2 separate regions of the Ovis aries genome follow, and region 1 is linked to region 2. A link is a contact called in public Hi-C data. All regions are on one chromosome and are shown on one strand. The core of a region is the stretch at or near the end of the contact, and the rest is flanking DNA. Distances in the headings are between cores, read along the strand shown.

Region 1 (2,700 bases), core at 120-2,619, 270 kb after region 2:
CAGAAAAGGGGCAAAAAGCAGAAAATGTAGAAAAGATGAGAGAAGCAAGAGTAAAAGGCAAAACAGAATGTGGGCAACCAAAGAAAACAGGAAGGAGATAGAGCAGAAGGTGAAAAGAAATGGGAAAGGGAGTGAGACGAATGCAGAAGGACGTGAGAAGGGAGAGAGGAGAGCCAGAAAGAGGACACTAGAGCTTGGTAATGAACTTCAGGTGAGACAAGGGAGGAATTGGGATCCCTTGGGCAAAGCCTCAGCCTCTGTTAAAATTCAGGCGGGCAGAGAACACCAGGTCAGTCACATAAATCAGCAGGTTGATGGCTGTCAAACTAACCACAGCCAGTTGTTGGTCCCAGATGCACACAGAGGTGGGGACTCCACTGCTGCAGTTCACGTCACTGGACCACTGGAGCGGCCTGCCCAACTCCTCGTTGAACTGGTAGAGCGGCCAGAGGAGCAGAGCAGTGGTATAGAGGAGGACGGAGAGCAGGGTCAACACAACCTGGAAAATGGAGAAGGGGATGGGCAGCCTGTTGTCGCATTTGCCCAGGTTCACCAGGATGGCCACGGATGACAAGACGAAGCAGATGGAATACACAGCCACGCACCACTTCAGGGCCGGCTGGTGCGAGTACAGGGAGGTGTTGCTGAGGAAGACAAAGATGACACAGGCCACGATGGTCTCCAGCCCCTTAAGCAGGCCTGGCACGGTGGCCATATAGCCTGTGATCATGTTGGGCTGGGCCCTAGTCCAGGTCACGTCCATGGCATAAGCCACAAAGGCGATGCAGGAAAATGCAGTGGAGATGATGGTGCGGTCCCAGTTGTGGCTGTTGAACAAGAACTGAATGTAGATGACGGGGTAGATGATGGAGGCTGAGAGGCAGAGGAGGGCGGAGTAGCAGTTGCAGGTGGTGAGAAAGTTGTCCCAGGAGAAGGGGAAGTGGCCCTCCAGCCCGCATAACTCAACTATGAGGATGAGGAGGGTCAGGACGAAGCAGAAGCACCAGATGAACATGGACCAGTTACCTATGGCCCCCTTCCAGGTGCCCACGCTGGCCCCCAGCGAGAAGGCCATGCAGGTGGAGAACAGCTGCAGCTGTCGCAGGCAGCAGCCCATAATGGTTGGGGAGCCCAGGGCCTGAGGACGATCATGTGGTAGTCGTTCTGGTCCTGGTCACCGGTATGGCAGAGGTCTTCGCTGAGGATTCACCCGAGAAAAGTCCAGCCCTGGAGGTGAATTAAGTCAGATGCCAGGAAAAGGCTCAGGGCCCTGTGATGGCTGAGGCTCAGGATCTGTGGAGTTGGACTCAATGGCTCAGACACTCGGGCAGAAGCACATCACTCCCGAATGGTTCTCCTTCACCCATCCCCCTTGACCTTGTCACAAGACTTGTCTTATCCCAAAGCTCACAGCTGGGTTGGGTCTGGCATCAGACCATGAACATTTATTTCTTCACCTCTTTCTGCTGTATGCCATTATCTACGGAGACATAGGGTAGCCTGACCCTTATCTACAACCCCAACCTTTCAAAGTTCTGAAAATTGGACAAGAATTTTTTTAAAAAAATTGTTTGGTAACAAAATTTAAAATGAACAGACACAGACCATTTATGGTCTTCATTTCATGTAGTGTGAATGTTCAAAATTCAGTTGCAGAAACACGAATGTGTTTGATTACAAGGTATTTCAGACCCCAGTGGGGTATTATGTCATGTAGGATAGAAGCACCATGTTACATAAATGAAGCTGAAAAATTCGGAGTCCTGGAGCATATCTGACCCACAGGGTTTCAGAAAAGGGACTGTGGATTTTACTACTAACCCCCTTTTACAGACAAGAAAACTAAAGTTGGGGGAATTAAGTCCTTTCCTAAGGTGGCACTGGAGAAAGAAATGGCAGCCCACTCCAGTATTCTTGCCTGGAAAATCCCATGGACAAAGGCCTGGTAAGATATAGTCCATGGGGCTGCCAGTAGTCGGACACGACTGAGCACACTCGCCTACTAAGGGTGCATGACTAGGAAATGGGAACCCAAATAACAGTGCCAAAGCTGCGGGTTTGAAGGCTTTGCTCTATAGCTGACATGTCAAAAGGGCCCATGGGTGGGAGCTCAGGACCAAAGCTCAAGGCTCTGGGACCCAGGATACACTTTCAAGGCCACGGCCTCCTTCCACAGCAACCTGAAGACATACGGGTCCTGGCCTTGCCTCCCTGCAGCCATCACTAGAAGGAGCTGCCGTCTGAAGGGACACAACCCCACCCGGAGGAGGGCAGCTTCAGGGGTGAACAGGGAGGAGCCATGGGGTGAGAGCAAGGCCACAGGGACGAGATGACATGGGAAGTAGGGACTATTCTGAATCCCCTCCTCCGAGTTTTACCTTAACATGTGATTCTTGCACACTGGGGAGAGAGACCCCAATCCAGCACGACTCCAAGGTAGAGGATCATGGAGGAACCATAGAATAAATTAACATGTCCGGCTCTTAAGCTCCAAAGCTGCCATCCAGGTGGAAGTCTGGAAAGATCTAGGAGTAGTCCTACCTGAGCAGGATTTTCCTGGCCTGGGAGACTGGTTCGCAGCTTCCAAGCTGGGAACCAAGGGATTGGAAATGAACAAGGATGCTGTGTCTGATGCTGAATGGAGCCTTTCAGGGCATCCCGGGGAGTGGGTGGGGATGGATGGATGATCAGCCCCTTTTT
Region 2 (2,842 bases), core at 70-2,569:
TGGGCCTCCAGAGGGGCCTCCTTGCCAAAGGATGTCTGTCCACCTGGGGGTGCCTTAGTTGGCAATTGTCTGTGTTTTTTTGGAGAGTGAAGGTGAGTGGTAAGTCACTGGACACTCTCTCCCAGTGGAGCACTGGAGGGTGGTGTACAATATGCCTCCCATTTAAATTTTAAAAAAAGTCTCTGGAGATCAGTAATTCCCACTTGGCAGGATATTTAATGCATAGACCCTGGGCCCCTGGGCCCCACCTAGTGCTCAGCCCCACCTGAGAGTGGCTCCAGAATTTTTGCAGGCTCACTAAACACCCACTCCCTAGAGGGCATCTTGGAGGAAGCCAGGGGTCAATAACTTCCATCCCAGCTATGCTCTGGGGAATCACAAAAGGAGCTGGTGAAGAACCCTAGGGTTGTATTGGTGAGGGGCAGCGATGTGGCCCTCCTGCCTCAGTGATCGAAACTGAAGTCTTGCCTCTGCAGGGAGAAGAGCATGGACCCACCAGCCTTAAAGTGATGTTAGCCTGCTTTTTTTTTTTTTTTCTGTTCTCATCTTTTTTCTGATTGGGAGGGCAAAAATTACTGGGTGACCCTGTTCTTAAAGGAGAAGCTTCTTCTCAAGTTTTCTTGGGCAGGTTGCTTGGAGAGGGGAAGGAGTTGCTGTTCCCATCGTCAAAAGAACTGCATTGCTTGAGTGTGCAGTGACACACAGTTCTTTCTTTTTTTATAAAGAATTTTTTTAAATTATTTATTGATTGCGTTTTCGCTGTGCTGAGACTTCGCTGTTGTGAGTGGGCTTTCTCTAGTTGCAGAGCACTGACTATAGTGCACACAGGTGTCAGTAGTTGTGGCACACAGGTTTAGTCACTCTGCTGCGTGTGGGAGTCTCCTGGACCAGGGATGTGCCCTGCACTGGCCGGTGTACTCTACCCACTGCGCCACCAGGGGAGGCCGCATGTGTGCTTCTGTGTGCTGGTTGCTTTCTGCTGCTGCTTCCTGATTCTCTGGGACTCAGGCATAATGCAATCTATAAAATGCATACAATATTTTTTTTTAATCCCAGAGCTTTTGGTTCCCATCAGCCCCTGCTGTCAATCATTGAGAATAACATTGTTCCTTCTTCCACATTCATAATGTAGCTTTTTAACCTCATTATAAAAGTGAAAGAAAAAGACAAAGACAAAACACTCCAGAACCAAATCCACATACTCTAATTGCGCCCAATTTGTCTAGAGCTCAGGAGGTCCTAGGCAATTCCCACCCTCACCAAAGCTAGGTCCCTGGGAGCCCCTCCCACTGACTCCCAGCCACAACTGGACCAGAGCCTGGGAGTGTGGCCCAGCCTGTGACACAAGAGGCTGGGCTCCACCCCAGTGCCAGCATCTTTTCCTCTAACTCTTAAAGGGGCCGTGACAGCACTTGGATGCCTCTCCAGAACAGTGTGGGCCTGTGTGTATACTCAGGGCAGGTAAGTGTGTGTGCATGTGTGTGTGACCATGTGCTTCCCTGCATCGAGACCACAGCCCTTTACAGTAACTGGTGGCTGTGAAGGCCCCTCAATCTCCTGTCCTCAACCACAAAGCCTCCAGCTCAGCATCCTGGAGTCACCAGGGCCAGGGGAGCCAGGCAAGCAGAGCTGTGGGGGAGGGGAGGGGAAGGACCCCCTCTGCTGCCCCTCACTCGTGTACCGGGATGAAGCGTGTGATCTTCACCCAGAGGCAGGTGGGGTGGAGGGAGAAGGCTCCTAGGAGGCCGTCCACATCACGGGGAAATCCTAAGAAGGACTGAAATAAAATTTGTATTTTAAAGCAAGATAAGAAAAATTTAAAAATAAAAATTTTCTGTCTTTTTCGGCCTCTTCCCTCCATTCTAGTATGCTTTGTGCATCTGTATTATGCGTTAACCAGCCCTTATCAAGGGCAGAAATACCCACTCAAACGTAAAGTTGAGTTTCTCTGGTGCACGCATGTAACTCCTTAGAAGATACTACTACTTACTTATTTAGGACCTTATTAATGTCACTAGCCATGTTACTTATTCTGCTTATTTTATAAGACTCTTGTTTCTTGCATTAACAAATGAGTGAGTGAGCCTATAATAAACAATCATGATGACCAAGTGACTTGAAATGATTGATCTGATGTAAAGTTCTAATAGTGTGACTCTGGATACAGAAAGGAAAGATGCAACACGAGGGAGCCATTCCCTGGAGCTGACATACTAGTAAGGCAGGTGGTCCAGAGGATTTGGCCCACCAGGAATGGGTGAGTAACAGCTCATTCGTGACCTAACAACAAAATCCTGGATTGGTTTTGGAATGAGCATTTCTAGAACCCTGGGACAAATTAGCCAAAAAAAGCCTCCCAAACCTTGTTTGAAATTAAGATCAAAAGGAAGGGAATTGTGCAGTAAAAAATGTCACCTACCACCCAGCTGCACAAGAATCAAGTCATTAGCCACTGAGGTCACTGACCTACAGTCGATCCTGGAAGGAATTCAGGGGGGAGACTAAGGATGAGGCATTTTGTGCTCTGGGAAAACCAGGAGAACCTGCACTCAGATAGTGATAGTTTTTTAGGAGAAATTTTTATGAACTCTGTTCTTGCTTCTTCTCATACTTAGAAAAGCATGAAAGCCATTAGCTAAAGTATTTTTCCTCAGGAAGAGCAGTAAGCCTCTACCAAGCCATGTGCTTATTTCCATGGTCCCCTTCCCTCAAATCACATACATACTAGTCTCCTGCCTTATGTCTTCAGAATAATTCCCATTGTTTCCTGAAAAACTGGGACCTGGGTTATAGTTGTCAGGTTGGCTTGAATAAAGTTTTCGGCTTCTTTCTTACATTGACT

The links. A called contact is a pair of places that touch in the nucleus more often than the background predicts.
Region 1: a contact with region 2 is called in a Hi-C map of liver, with 12 times the contacts expected there. The contact joins the promoter of LOC101122633 here to the enhancer-like site in region 2. A contact is called at or near these places in 2 of 16 Hi-C or Micro-C datasets (liver and tail adipose tissue).

Annotation. Positions count from the first base shown.
Region 1 is chr18:19,597,896-19,600,595 of ARS-UI_Ramb_v3.0, forward strand. It overlaps LOC101122633 (myeloid-associated differentiation marker-like), which reads right to left and starts at 1,370. Exons shown (of 1, transcript XM_012098452.5): 1 at 1-1,370. The coding sequence starts at 1,117. The coding sequence ends at 251. LOC114109097 (myeloid-associated differentiation marker-like) reads right to left here and starts at 1,370. Exons shown (of 1, transcript XM_027957496.3): 1 at 1-1,370.
Region 2 is chr18:19,329,747-19,332,588 of ARS-UI_Ramb_v3.0, forward strand. It overlaps the pseudogene LOC121817143. Among named protein-coding and RNA genes, the nearest start is that of TRNAC-ACA, 32 kb to the left of the region's middle. Within about 2 kb of position 1,320, at least 5 of the 54 cell types and tissues checked have an H3K27ac peak or open chromatin away from gene starts, as enhancers often do. A contact at or near this core is called in liver, where this site is marked.